Regions from separate parts of the Oryctolagus cuniculus genome. Here region 2 is linked to region 1. The links are chromatin contacts, called in public Hi-C maps. All regions are on one chromosome and are shown on one strand. Each heading gives the region's core, a stretch centred on a gene start, on an enhancer-like site or on the middle of the called end of the contact. The rest is flanking DNA. Distances are from core to core; before and after follow the strand shown.

Region 1 (6,127 bases), core at 1,787-4,286:
GCACCTGGAAAAGCTTCGAAAGGTGGCTTAAGTCCTTGGGCCCCTGTACCCTTGGGGGAGACCTGGAAGAAGCTCTTGGCTCCTGGCTTCAGCCTGGCCCAGCTCTGACCTCTGCCATCATTCGGGGAGTGATCCAGCAGATGGAAAATTAATCCCCTCCCCTTAACTCTGCCTTTCAAATAAATAAACACATCTTTTAAAAAACATGGTGGGCCTGAAAGAGGAGATTATCAGGGAAAAAGCAAAGGCATCCTTTGAATTGGGTTTGCAACTAAGAGAAGTAGCCCCAGCCGGGGCTGAAGTGTGACCCGAGAGTGGCCACTTCCCTAGGAGAACTCTGGGCTTCCTGGGGCAGACACCTAAGGTGGCCGGCTGAAGGAGCCCAGGGCTGTCTTCTAGAACTCTGCACGTCTGAAACCAGAGAGCCAGCTTCCTTAGCGGGCGCCGCTCCCGGCTAACAAAGAGGAAGCGTGACAGGAAGCAAAGTTCATTCTCTAACGGAAGCCAGCGAGCCGAATGCTGCAGAGAGCATGCGGGACCTGGGGCGAGGCTGGGGGCGGCTGCAGGCTCTGGGGGTCCCCCAGGTGAATTTTAAGTGTTGCCCAGCATTCCCGCGGCTGCTAACCAGGTCAGTACCCGCAAAAGGCAAGTTCTAATCAGCAGTGACCTTCAAATAACCCCAGGCTTATTTGCTGAGCCAGAGGAGCAGGGCCATGAAGCTGTGAGAACAGGTGATACTGTGAGCACAGAGAGGGTCATGGGAAAAGTCTGGCCATCCCATGAAGAGCTGTGTGCCCATCGGTTATCTCTGCTCCTGCAGGGACAGAGGCCACCAGCAGTGCACAATCTATGGCCAGGGAGACACGGTTCTCACTCACCTGTGGGAACTGGCTTGCTGTGTGAGTACAGGAGTGAGCAGTTGGGTGAAAATCGTACTCCTATTATTTTTTTTTCTCCTAGACTTTCGAGTTTTAAAATTCATCTGAGAAAATGAGAGGTTTCAAAATAAGGAGTACATTTGTAAATAAGGACTTGGGAAAGACTGGTCAGAATTAGTCCAAGTGGTTTTTTCTGGAATTGCATTCAATAGGGCATAGAAACAAACAGATGAACATTCATTGGCATGTGTGTTGGGATATTTTATTCAGAAGACACGAATGCCCGTTTTTTGTTTTTTTTTTTGGTTTTTTTTTTTTTTTTTTTTTTTGCACAGGCAGAGTTAGACAGTGAGAGAGAGAGACAGAGAGAAAGGTCTTCTTTCTGTTGGTTCACCCCCTCCAAAGGGCCGCCAGGAGCCAGGTGCTTCCTCCTGGTCTCCCATGCGGGTGCAGGGCCCAAGCACTTGGGCCATCCTCCACTGCACTCCCGGGCCACAGAGAGAGCTGGACTGGAAGAGGAGCAACCGGGACAGAACCCGGGGTGCCGGCGCCGCAGGCGGAGGATTAGCCTAGTGGCGCCGGCCTGAATGCCCGTTTTCGACACCTGCTGGCCAACTTGACCGGTAGAGAAGGAGTCTTTGGACATTTAGACCCACAGGACACAGGAACTTCAAGATCATTGCCTTGTGATGTCCTTAGTGTTGAGGGGCTGGGAAACTGGGGTTTGAGAGAGACTGTGCTTGCCCAAGTCCCGGATCTGCCTCTGTTTGTCCTTGTACGGTGTGAGCTCAGCCTGCTTATATGTGATGGCAACAAGCTCTCCTTCTCCTGAGTTGTGGATAAGCCTGGCCTGGGTCTGGCCGCAGCACACTGGGTAGGAGAGAGACAGGAGAAGTCTTAGAATCTTTTGTCCCACCTCCCACCTTCATTCACAGGGCAACCCAGTAGAGGGATACAGGCACGCCTGGCAGAACCTGTGCTCCAGGGCACGCGTGGCGTCCGCTGTTTGTTGCGGCTCAGTCCCACGTTTCCACAGGACGCGGCTGGGCTCATGGGTGGAAGCCTGGCACAGGGGACACAGTCCCTCTCACAGTGGCCACACCCTTTGCTAGCACAGACTGAGACCAGAGACCACTGGCGAGGGGCTGGCCTTGAGGACACACTGGGTGCCTTGGACTTGGCGGTGCCTGCCTTGGACTTGGCTGTGGACTTGGACTTGCAGGCCCACTGGGAGGAGCTCCCTGGGGTGTTGCTCCTTGGACCACCCAGCCACAGCCCCACCCTTAAGCCAGCAGCAGCCCAGGAAGCTCAAACCCTCGGATGGCTGCCCTTGGCCCCTGCTCCCTCCTCTAGGTTCTTCCTTCCTGTGGTTCCTTTAGCCATGGCCAGGAGGGAAGCTCACCTTGTTTCTGCTGCTTTCTAAGGGGGTCTTTTCTAGACCCTTGCTAGTTGTCCGTTCTGTTGGGATCAGCGTGGAGGAGGCCTCTCCTCCACCCCGGGAGGTCACCTGTCCTGCCTCCCACCCAGTCAGCCATCAGCAGCAGGCTCCAGGCCCCTCCCTCCGGGGTCTGCTGCTCATTGACTGGGCCCTGGAGGTGGCTGATGCTTGCCATGGCAGGTTTTACTTGCAGGTGGGGGACAGTTTGCCTGTTTGGGAGCTCCACTCTTGTCTTAGATGTTTATTGAAAAACATATACTTTGATAGCTCACATGATAAATAGAAGCCGGGGTACTGGTGTTCAAACCCCTGGGAGCCCACAGAAGCCCACGTGACTGCCTGCGTGCAGGTATCCACCTGCCATGGGTGGTTTGTCACTTGCACCTGTCTCCCGGTCCCCTTTGTCTGAAGGGGAGTGTTGACCAATGCTCCTGACGCCAGGTCTTTAGTTACAGACGCTTGCTGCCTCCTCCCCCCGCCCCTCCCCCATACTCCATTCACTCCACTATGGGCAGCAAAGTCAGCAGCTTTGTAAGGAAGGGGGCCGATGGGGGTCCTCATGGGAGGGAGGGGTGCTCCCCGGGGTGAGGTGGCTGCTCAGGCCAGCAGCATGGCTGGAGCTGGCATGGGGCACCTGGGGCGGCTGGGCGCTGTGAGTCAGCAGGAAGCAGGCCTGTGCCCAGAGAGATGTCTGGTTACATCCGGAGGGAGGGAGCGAGCCGCGGGGGACAGGGAGGAAGGCTGGATGCCCTGTTTCTGGAAGCCTTGTGATGTGGCTCTCTGGGGAAGGGGGGGGGGGTGGCGGGGAGGGAGCTGTTTTTAGGGTGGGGAATCAGGGCAAGGGCTTGCCTAACTACGTGGGCTGCCCCGGGGAATGGCGGCCTGGACTACAGACAGGACTGTGCTGGCGACGCGGGGACCTTTAGCCAATTGGCATTTTCACTTTATTTATTATTTAAAGGCTTATTTAGTTATTTGAAAAGAAGAGTGATAGAGAGGATGAGAGAGAGAGCTTCTGTCTTCTGGTTCACTCCCTCAAATGGCTGCAATGGCTGAGGCTGGGCCTGGGCAAAGCCAGGAGCCTGGAACTCCATCCGGGTCTCCCACGTTGGGTGCAGGGGCCCAATTATCAAGGCCATCTTCCGCTGCCTTCCCAGGTGCGTTAGCAGGGAGCTGGGTTGGAGCCGGGACTGGCACTGGTGCTCTGGCGGGATCACGGGTGGTGTCTTAGTTCCTGCATCACGGCGCCAGCCCCCAGCTTGGCACTGTCATCATTTGAATGGGTTCATTAGAGTAGTTGCGGCAAAAGCTCTACTGCATTAAAACCATCCCCTGCTGGGCCCGGCGGGCACCCAGCACAGCAGTTAAGACAGCTCCTGGGACTTCCACATTCCAGAGTGCCTGGGTTCAAGTCCCCACTCAGCCTCCTGCTCATGCACCCGTGGGAGGCAGCAGGTCCAGTGCTTGGGCCTCTGCCACCCATGTGGGAGACCCGGGTGGAGTTCTAGATCCCGGCTTCAGCCTGGCCCAGCCCCATCCATTGCCAGCCATTTGGGGAGTGAACCAGCAGATGGAAGATTTCTCTCCAACCATCTGTGTCTGCCTTTCAAGTAAATATAAATGAGTAGAAACAATTTTAAAGCTCGTTTGTGGGGCTAACGAAAGAAACCTGAAAGCGGGGCCGCACGTGGGCAGGGCCTCGGAGGGCCCGGTCGGGGTCCTCCCGTGCCCCAGCCCCGGGTGTCTGCAGGGGCCGTGTGGACGTCGCTGCTGTGGGTGAGGTTGTGCACCTGGTGCCTGCTCTGCCCTGGGCATCCCAAAGGGCCGGTGCCAGGGGGCCTGCGTGTGTGTGTGTGTGTGTGTGTGACCGGCGCCCGTGCAGGCCGCCCCGGTGCGCATGGCAGCCCACAGACCGTGCTGTGCCCTACCCGAGCTTCAGTATCCCCTCTGCTCCGCAGAGGCGCCCCTGCCGCCGGCCTGTGTGTCTGCCTCTGTATCCCAATCCCAAGGCGTCCCCCGGGGAAACGCGCCTGGGCCGTCATCGCCGGGCCCACAGCGCCACCCAGTGGCAGATGCGGCGCCAGCCAGCCAGCCAGCCAGCCTTCGCTGAAGCCGACTCCCTTAACCTGAACCTCTTTCTGCTTTACAGGTGGCTATGAGAGGTTTTCCTCCGAGTACCCAGAATTTTGTTCCAAGACCAAGGCCCTGGCAGCCATCCCAGCCCCGGTGCCCCCGAGTGCCACGGAATCGTTGGAGCTGGGCTGTAGCTCCTGCGGGACCCCCCTGCATGACCAGGTAGACTTGGGGTGCTGAGCTCAGGAGTGAGGGGTGAGGGCGGGGTGGGGACCCAGGAGCGGCCTCTTGGCAGAGCTCTGTGTGTTTTTTTTTTTTTTTTTTTTAAGGCGTTGAGTGCACTCCTTCAATTTGGGAAGAATGAAGTGAACCCTGAGTATTGGGGTGTGATGTTAGGGTCCGTTCACTTCACTTTCTAATTAACCCTCATTTAAGAACAAATCTGAAGACATGTGCCTGGCTCAGCCTTGAGCGTTAACATTCAGTGTCGCTGGCGCCTGCTGCATAGGAGGCAGAGAGAAAGCCTTCCTCAAAGGAACAGGCCATGGAGCGGTGCCCAGCGGTCAGGCTGCCCGGCTCGTTGTACGGGGGTCATCAAAACCTTCAGCCTCGTGATTAAGACACGGGCACCGGCGTGCCTGGTCCAGGTCCTGGCTGCACTCCCCACTCCAGCTGCCTGCTAGCACACAGCCTGGGAGGCACTGGGGATGGCTCACGTGGTTGGGTCCCTGCTACCCACACGGGAGACCTGGATGGAGCTCCCAGGCCAGCCCCACCCTTGCTCTTGTCCCTAAGGTCAAGATGGTGCCTGTCTTTGTTGTGCAGTGGCTTGCTGATCAGCAGGCTTAAACTCTGAAGGCAACGCCAGCACTGAGCTACTTCCCTTGTCCTGGGAGTGGTGGACGGGAACTGTGCTGGCTTCTCTGCCCACTGGCAGAGTGGGAAAAGCTCCAACTGCCCCCCCACCCCGCAGGACCACCAACCCTGCCATGCTCCCGGAGGAGGGGATTGGGCTAGAAGAGCTGCCTTGGAAAGCCCCCCAGGGCCAGGCTCCACCCCGCTCCCCCAGCCTGGCCTGAGCCCCTCAGGCCCTTGGCTTGCACTCATGTTGTCGGGGTGCCTCTGTGTTCCTTCCTGCTGCAGGGGGGTCCCGTGGAGATCCTGCCCTTCCTCTACCTCGGCAGCGCCTATCACGCTGCGCGGAGGGACATGCTGGATGCCCTGGGCATCACGGCCCTGCTGAACGTCTCCTCCGACTGCCCGAACCACTTCGAAGGCCACTACCAGTACAAGTGCATCCCGGTGGAAGACAACCACAAGACCGACATCAGCTCCTGGTTCATGGAAGCCATCGAGTACATAGGTAGGTGGGCTGGCCTGGGCTCCCCCAGGGAGGGTGCGAGGGACCAAGCCACCCTGTGCCTGGCTCCACTGCTTCCTCACTGGCAGCCTTGTGCACCTGCTGTGCCGGCTGGGTGGGGTTGGGAAGAGGAGTGGCAGATACCCCCATGGGGACCCAGAGGGAGAACTGGGTGGTTCTGTTTCCGGAGATGGGAACCCTTGCATGTCTGATGGGACCTGACTGGCTGCAGCGTACATTTTCCCAAGTGTGGTGCTTTCCTTTGGTTAACTCCCTGGAGGGGCTGGCGTTGTGGTGCAGTGGGTTCACCTGCCACTGGGGATGCTGGCATCTGGCATCGGAGCGCTGGTTCAAGTCCCGTCTCTGCTTGCTGCTAAT
Region 2 (6,127 bases), core at 931-3,430, 340 kb before region 1:
ATTCAACTCTCTTGATTATTACAGTCACATAATTCATTGTGAGTCAGGTTGACTGTTCCTTCTCGTTTTGTTCTTCATTTTTTTTTTAAGATTTATTTATTTGAAAGTCAGAGTTACACAGAGAGAGGAGAGGCAGAGAGAGAGAGGTCTTCCATCCAATAGTTCACTCCCCAATTGGCCGCAACGGCCAGAGCCGCACTGATCCGAAGCCAGGAGCCAGGAGCTTCCTCCGGGTCTCCCACATGGGATGGCCCTTGGGCCATCTTCTTCTGTTATCCCAGGCCACAGCAGAAAGCTGGACAGGAAGCGGAGCAGCTGAGTCTCGAACAAGTACCCATATAGGATGCTGGCGCTTCAGGTCAGGGCATTAACCCACTGCGCCACAGTGCCAGGCCTTGTTCTTCATATTCAAAACTGTTTCAGTTATTCTCCTTCATTTGCCTCTCCACATAAATTTTATAATAATCTTGTCAACAGCTGTAAAAAAACAAAAACAAAACAAAAAAAAAAAAAACAACCTTGCTGGAATTTTGATAGGAATTGGATCAAACCTATGTATTGATTTGGAGGAGATTTTACACATGGATTGTATTGATCTTCCAGTACCTGCTATGTTTGTCCATGTATTTAGGTCTTTGATTGCTGTCAGCATTTTGGACTTCTCAAGTGCACGGGTTTGCTCTGTCACCCGCACTGTGTGTTTACGCCTTATTCTGATTACAAGTGAAAAGCTGGGAATATGCTAGGTATTTGAGGAAATTTCTCACCTGAAGGAAAGACATTAAATATTTAACCGGAGGGGCCCAGAGCCGTGGCTCACTAGGTTAATCCTCCACCTACAGTGCCAGCATCCCATATGGGTGCCGGGTTCTAGTCCCGGTTGCTCCTCTTCCAGTCCAGCTCTCTGCTGTGGCCCAGGAGGGCAGTGGAGGATGGCCCACGTGCTTGGGCACCTGCACCCGCATGGGAGACCAGGAAGAAGCACCTGGCTCCTGGCTTCGGATCGGCGCAGTTCCGGCCGTTGCAGCCATTTGGGGAGTGAACCAATGAAAGGAAGACCTTTCTCTCTGTCTCTCTCTCTCACTGTAACTCTACCTGTCAAATAAATAAATAAAAATCTAAAAAAAAAATTAACCGGAAAAATAGAATAGAGACTTTTTAATAGAACAACAACAGAAAGAGTAGAAAAGAGTAAGAAATTTTAAAATATCTTCAGAGAAATGAAAGAACATACCACATCATAAAATTTAAAAATACAATCGAAGCTATCATTTCTCTTTTTTTTTTTTTTAATTAGAAGTAGCATAGCAAAGTTAAAAAGAGATAGAGAAAAGGAGGGTTTGGAAGATAAAGTACATGAAATTTCCCAGGAAGTGCATCAGAAATACTAAGAGATTTAAGAGGGGCATTGGGGTCAACACTGTGGATCAGTGGATTAGCCATCACCTGCAATGCTGGCATCCCAAGTGGGTGCCAGTTCAAGTTCCAGCTGCTCCACTTCCCATCCAGCTCACTGCTAATACACCTGGGAAAGCAGTGGAAGATGGCCCTAGTGCCTGGGTCCCTGACACCCACATGGGAGACCAGGATGGAGTTTCAGGCTTGTGGCTTCCGCCTGGCTCAGCCCTGGCTATTGGAGCCATCTAGGGAGTGAACCAGGTGGAAGATCTCTCTGTCTCTCTCACTGTAACTCTGCCTTTCAAATAAATAAATAAATCTTTTTAAAATTTTTTTTCAAAATAGAAAAAGGAATCAAAAATAGACAAGTTGGCCCAACAACCAAAAATTTATGTTATAGAAAAGCAAAAAGGGGGAAAAAAATCCAAACAGGAAATGTAGGAAGCATGAAAGAAAACTTCCCTGGAACTTAAGGGCTGGGGAGTCTGGATGAGACCTGCCCGGGAAGAAGGCTCAGCTGCACGCTTCATCACGAAGCCGCAGAAACCGGCAGATTCGAGGGACGGGGCAAACTTCACAAGGGAAAGAAGAAGAAGGCTCCTTGGCATGGCATGGGGCTTTTCCACAGCAACACTTGTAACAATTCCAGAAAGCAGCGCGACATTCCTTCAGAATTCCGAGGGGAAGTGATTTCTAAATTAAAAGCCTGCAGTCAGCCAAGGAGTCACGCAGCGGCATTCTCAAATATGCGAGGACTGACGCATGTCACCTCCCACACGGCATTTCTGAGGAAGCCACCGTGGCTGTGCTGCACCCAAACGAAAGAACCGAGAGAAAAGGAGAACGAGAATCTAGGCAGACAGAGGAGTCTGACGGCAGCCGAAGTCCAGAGCCTCAGCTAGGTTTGGGTCCAGCGCTGTTCCGGAACAGAGCAGGACAGAGCCCCACCACCCCCCAACCCCCGGAGAGCTGGAACCGGGAGAATTTTTGATGTGTTTGTACGTGGAGAAAACAACAAGATCTGCAGGTTTTTGCAGTTCTGATAAAGAATTTCTAAGACCCTTTGAGAATCTGGAGGTCTTGCTTTTGATGTGCTCAATTTCTGCGTTCCTATTACGAATCATTAAGTCCAGGAGAAACACCAAAGTGTAAAACGAAGTGATGACAGCTCAGTAGTGAACAGTAGTTAGGTAGTTAAAATGTTGGGAACAGCAATATTAATTCAGTCAAAACTTCAGTGTAGCAGTAGGGAAGGGCAGGACAGAAGAAGATATGCATGTTGCAAGCAGAGGGTAAATAAGAGAACTTGGTTTCCTCTGTGATAACAAGTCCACCTTGGCCTTCGGTTAGGATGTAGAAAGTTATGAGAGCTCATTGCATCTGCCAGCAATGAAACAAGTTAGATCAGCTAGAAAATCATAGTCCTATCGCATGCATTGGAGGACTGAGGAGCCAAGGAAACCTACGTGAACTGAGATGCAGAAAGTAGCAAACGCTTCGTTGGAGCAAAGGTATTTATGCCGACCGGGGGTGGGAAGACCCACCATCAGTAGAAGGGAAAATCCAGCTGCTCTCTGAGCAGTTAATGGTAATGTGTGGGTTGCCACCATGGATTAGACTCCTGCGGGTCCCCAGTTGAAGGGAAGGCAGAGCTGAGAGAATTAGCCTCTGAGGCAAGGCAGCAGCTGCTGATGGCTGGGTGGAGGGGGACTGAGAAGACCATTTTAAGTATAAAGACTTACTTAGGGTGAAAATAATCCCATGTTAACACTAATCAAAAGAAAACCGAGTAGTTATATTAGTATCAAATGAAATATTCATATATTTCAAAGCAAAGAATATTATCCAGGGATAAAGACGGTCATGTTATAGTTACTCAAAAAAATTAATTAAAGGGTGAACTAAGAGGGAATAGCATTCCTAAATGTTTACGTGCTTAATCACATAGCTTCCATACACACGAAGCAAAATCTGATACAACTGTGAAGAATACACAGATTCACAGTTAGAGTCTCAAAATTGATAAGCAAAAGGACAGAAAACTGGTAATAATAGAAAAAACTTGAACAGTGGTGTAACCAACTTAACTGACTTGAAATGCATACGTGTGTATACAAATATATAACTTTAAAATGTATATATTATATATATAGTTGAAAGAGAAGGGTGGGAGGGTGGAGAGAAAGACAGACAGCCAGCCAGCAGGAAATCCAGCTCCTGTCTGCTGATTCACTCCCCAGATGCCCATAGAGGCCAGAGCTGGGCCAGGCTGAAGCCCAGGTCTCCCCCAAGGGTGGCAGAAATCCAGCAACTTGAGGCATCGCCTGGTGCCTCTCAGGGTCCACACCAGTGGGAAGCTGGAACCAGGAGAAGAGCTGGAACTCAAGCCCAAGCACTCTAGCTTGGGTTTCCAGCGTGTTAACTGCATTTTAACTCCTGGACCAAACACCTTTCCTTAGCCTAATTGATTTTTATGAAATACTCCACCCAATGGTAGAACACCGTATGTTCAAATACACTGGAAATTTTACCAATGTAAACCATATTCGGAGACATGTAAAAGCTTTGGTAACTATAAAAGATTCAAGTCATTCCAAGTATGTTCTCTAACCACAGTATTATCTATAATAAATGCCTAGAAAATCTGTTGTAATAAACTTCTAAATAAAAAGCAAGTCAATGATAAAATCAAAGGGGGAATTAGTATTTTGTAATGTTATGGAAGTACAACAGAACAAAATTTGTGAGATAACTAAAGCAGTGTTTAGAATGAAATTTATATCTTTAAATGCTTGTTTCAGGAAAGCATAAACTCAATGTTTTTATGCTTTCACCTTAAGAAACTAGAATAAGAAGAAAAAAATGAAGTCCAAACTAAGGAGAAAAGAGGAAGTAATAAGAAAAATCTGACATTGATGAGTAGACAATAGAGAAAAACATCAGCAAAGTAAATAGTTGCTTTTGAAGTTGATATAGTTGATAAAATGTTAATTGCCTGATTAAGAGAAAAGGAGGGAAACAAATCACCAAAATCAGGAATTCAAAACAGGGAACATTGCAGTTCCTGTGGATATTAAAAGGGTAGAAGATATTAGGAGCAATTTTATATTAATAAATTCATTAATCCAATGAAAATTTTAAATTTCTTGAAAACCAAAGCTTAGCAAAATGGAAACTAGAAGAAATAAAATAATATAATCTGTTACCTATCAGAAAACTTGGATTTATGGTTAAATACTTCCTTAAAGAAAATCTCTAGATTCAAATGTCTTTTTCTGGCAAATTCAATTGATAATTTAAAGAAGAAATAGTATCAGTCACACATAAACTCGTTCAGAAACTGGAGGAGACAGGAATACTCCCCAAGGGGTTTTTTTTTTTTTTTTTTTTTTTATTTTTGATAGGCAGAGTGGACAGAGAGAGAGACAGAGAGAGAAAGGTCTTCCTTTGCCGTTGGTTCACCCTCCAATGGCCGCCGCTGCAGCCGGCGCACCGCGCTGATCCGATGGCAGGAGCCAGGATCCAGGTGCTTTTTCCTGGTCTCCCATGGGGTGCAGGGCCCAAGCACCTGGGCCATCCTCCACTGCACTCCCTGGCCATAGCAGAGGGCTGGCCTGGAAGAGGGGCAACCGGGACAGAATCCGGCGCCCCGACCGGGACTAGAACCCGGTGTGCCGGCGCCGCAAGGTGGAGGATTAGCCTATTGAGCCACGGTGCCGGCTTCCAAGGGGTTTTGAGGCCAGCATAACCCAGATTCCCAAACCTTGCAAAGATACTACATGAAAAGGAAAATAAAGGCTAATATGGTAGAAACATACATACAAGAATTCTTTCAGAATATTAACAACTCAGCTCTGGACTACTTCAAAAGAATCATGCATCCTGGGCCGATGGTTAGTTTCACGTTCAGAATTGATCAATGTACATCTCCATGTGAACAGACTGAAACAGAAACACGCTATGATCTTCTCAACAGATGCAGACAATAATTGGCCAAACTCAAGACCCATTCATGATTTAAAACAGTGACATCAACATAACTCAGGAAACCTGGGAGAGGGGGAACTTCCTCAACCCGTTAAAGAGCGGTCTACAAAGCTCTACAATTAACATCATGCTTCATGGTGTAAGAATAAATACTCCACCCCTAAGATCAAGAAGAGGCAAGATCCTTTCAGCTTCATTCAGGAAGTCCTAACCCATGAAGTAAGCCAGGAATGAGAGATAAAAGGTATAAAGACTATAAAGGAAGAAGTAAATCTGTCTTTATTTGAATCCACTAAAGAATTCCTAGAATTGAAGAAAAATGCCAACCACTGTAAGTAAATTACTGAGAAATACAGATATAAATTCTAGATGAGAAAAACAGGGCATTAAATGATTCTGGAGTAGAAAGTGGTGGTGTAATGAACTGCTTATTTGCTTTTTAAGCTTTGTAGTGTTTCCTGATTTCTTAAAACTACTTTACTTTGATAAAATCATAAATTAAATTAAAAAGAAGAAGGGGAAAAGTCCTCAGCAGGCATTTAAATACATTTATTGAACTCCGGTTCTTTCTTCAAAGACAAGTTCCTTATTTAATAAAGCCTTTCCCCTTCACTAGTCCCCAAGTAAATTAAAGTGTTGACTGCTCCCTGTCCTCCGAAAACAAAGCTTGTGAAATTCAGAAATACTTAAAAATGCAAGCACATTTCATTTATTAATAGACTGCAATCAAAGCTTGGAATAA

The links. Hi-C and Micro-C count contacts between places; a contact is called where the count stands out from the background.
Region 2: a contact with region 1 is called in a Hi-C map of embryonic fibroblasts, with 5 times the contacts expected there. The contact joins two enhancer-like sites. A contact is called at or near these places in 5 of 6 Hi-C or Micro-C datasets (ear pinna, embryonic fibroblasts, liver and 2 more).

What each region holds. Positions count from the first base shown.
Region 1 is chr2:79,436,365-79,442,491 of mOryCun1.1, reverse strand. It overlaps DUSP4 (dual specificity phosphatase 4), which reads left to right. Exons shown (of 4, transcript XM_002720829.5): 2 at 4,466-4,611; 3 at 5,533-5,752. Among named protein-coding and RNA genes, the nearest start is that of DUSP4, 6.9 kb to the left of the region's middle. Within about 2 kb of position 3,036, at least 1 of the 8 cell types and tissues checked has an H3K27ac peak or open chromatin away from gene starts, as enhancers often do.
Region 2 is chr2:79,776,239-79,782,365 of mOryCun1.1, reverse strand. No RefSeq gene overlaps it. Among named protein-coding and RNA genes, the nearest start is that of DUSP4, 330 kb to the right of the region's middle. Within about 2 kb of position 2,180, at least 1 of the 8 cell types and tissues checked has an H3K27ac peak or open chromatin away from gene starts, as enhancers often do.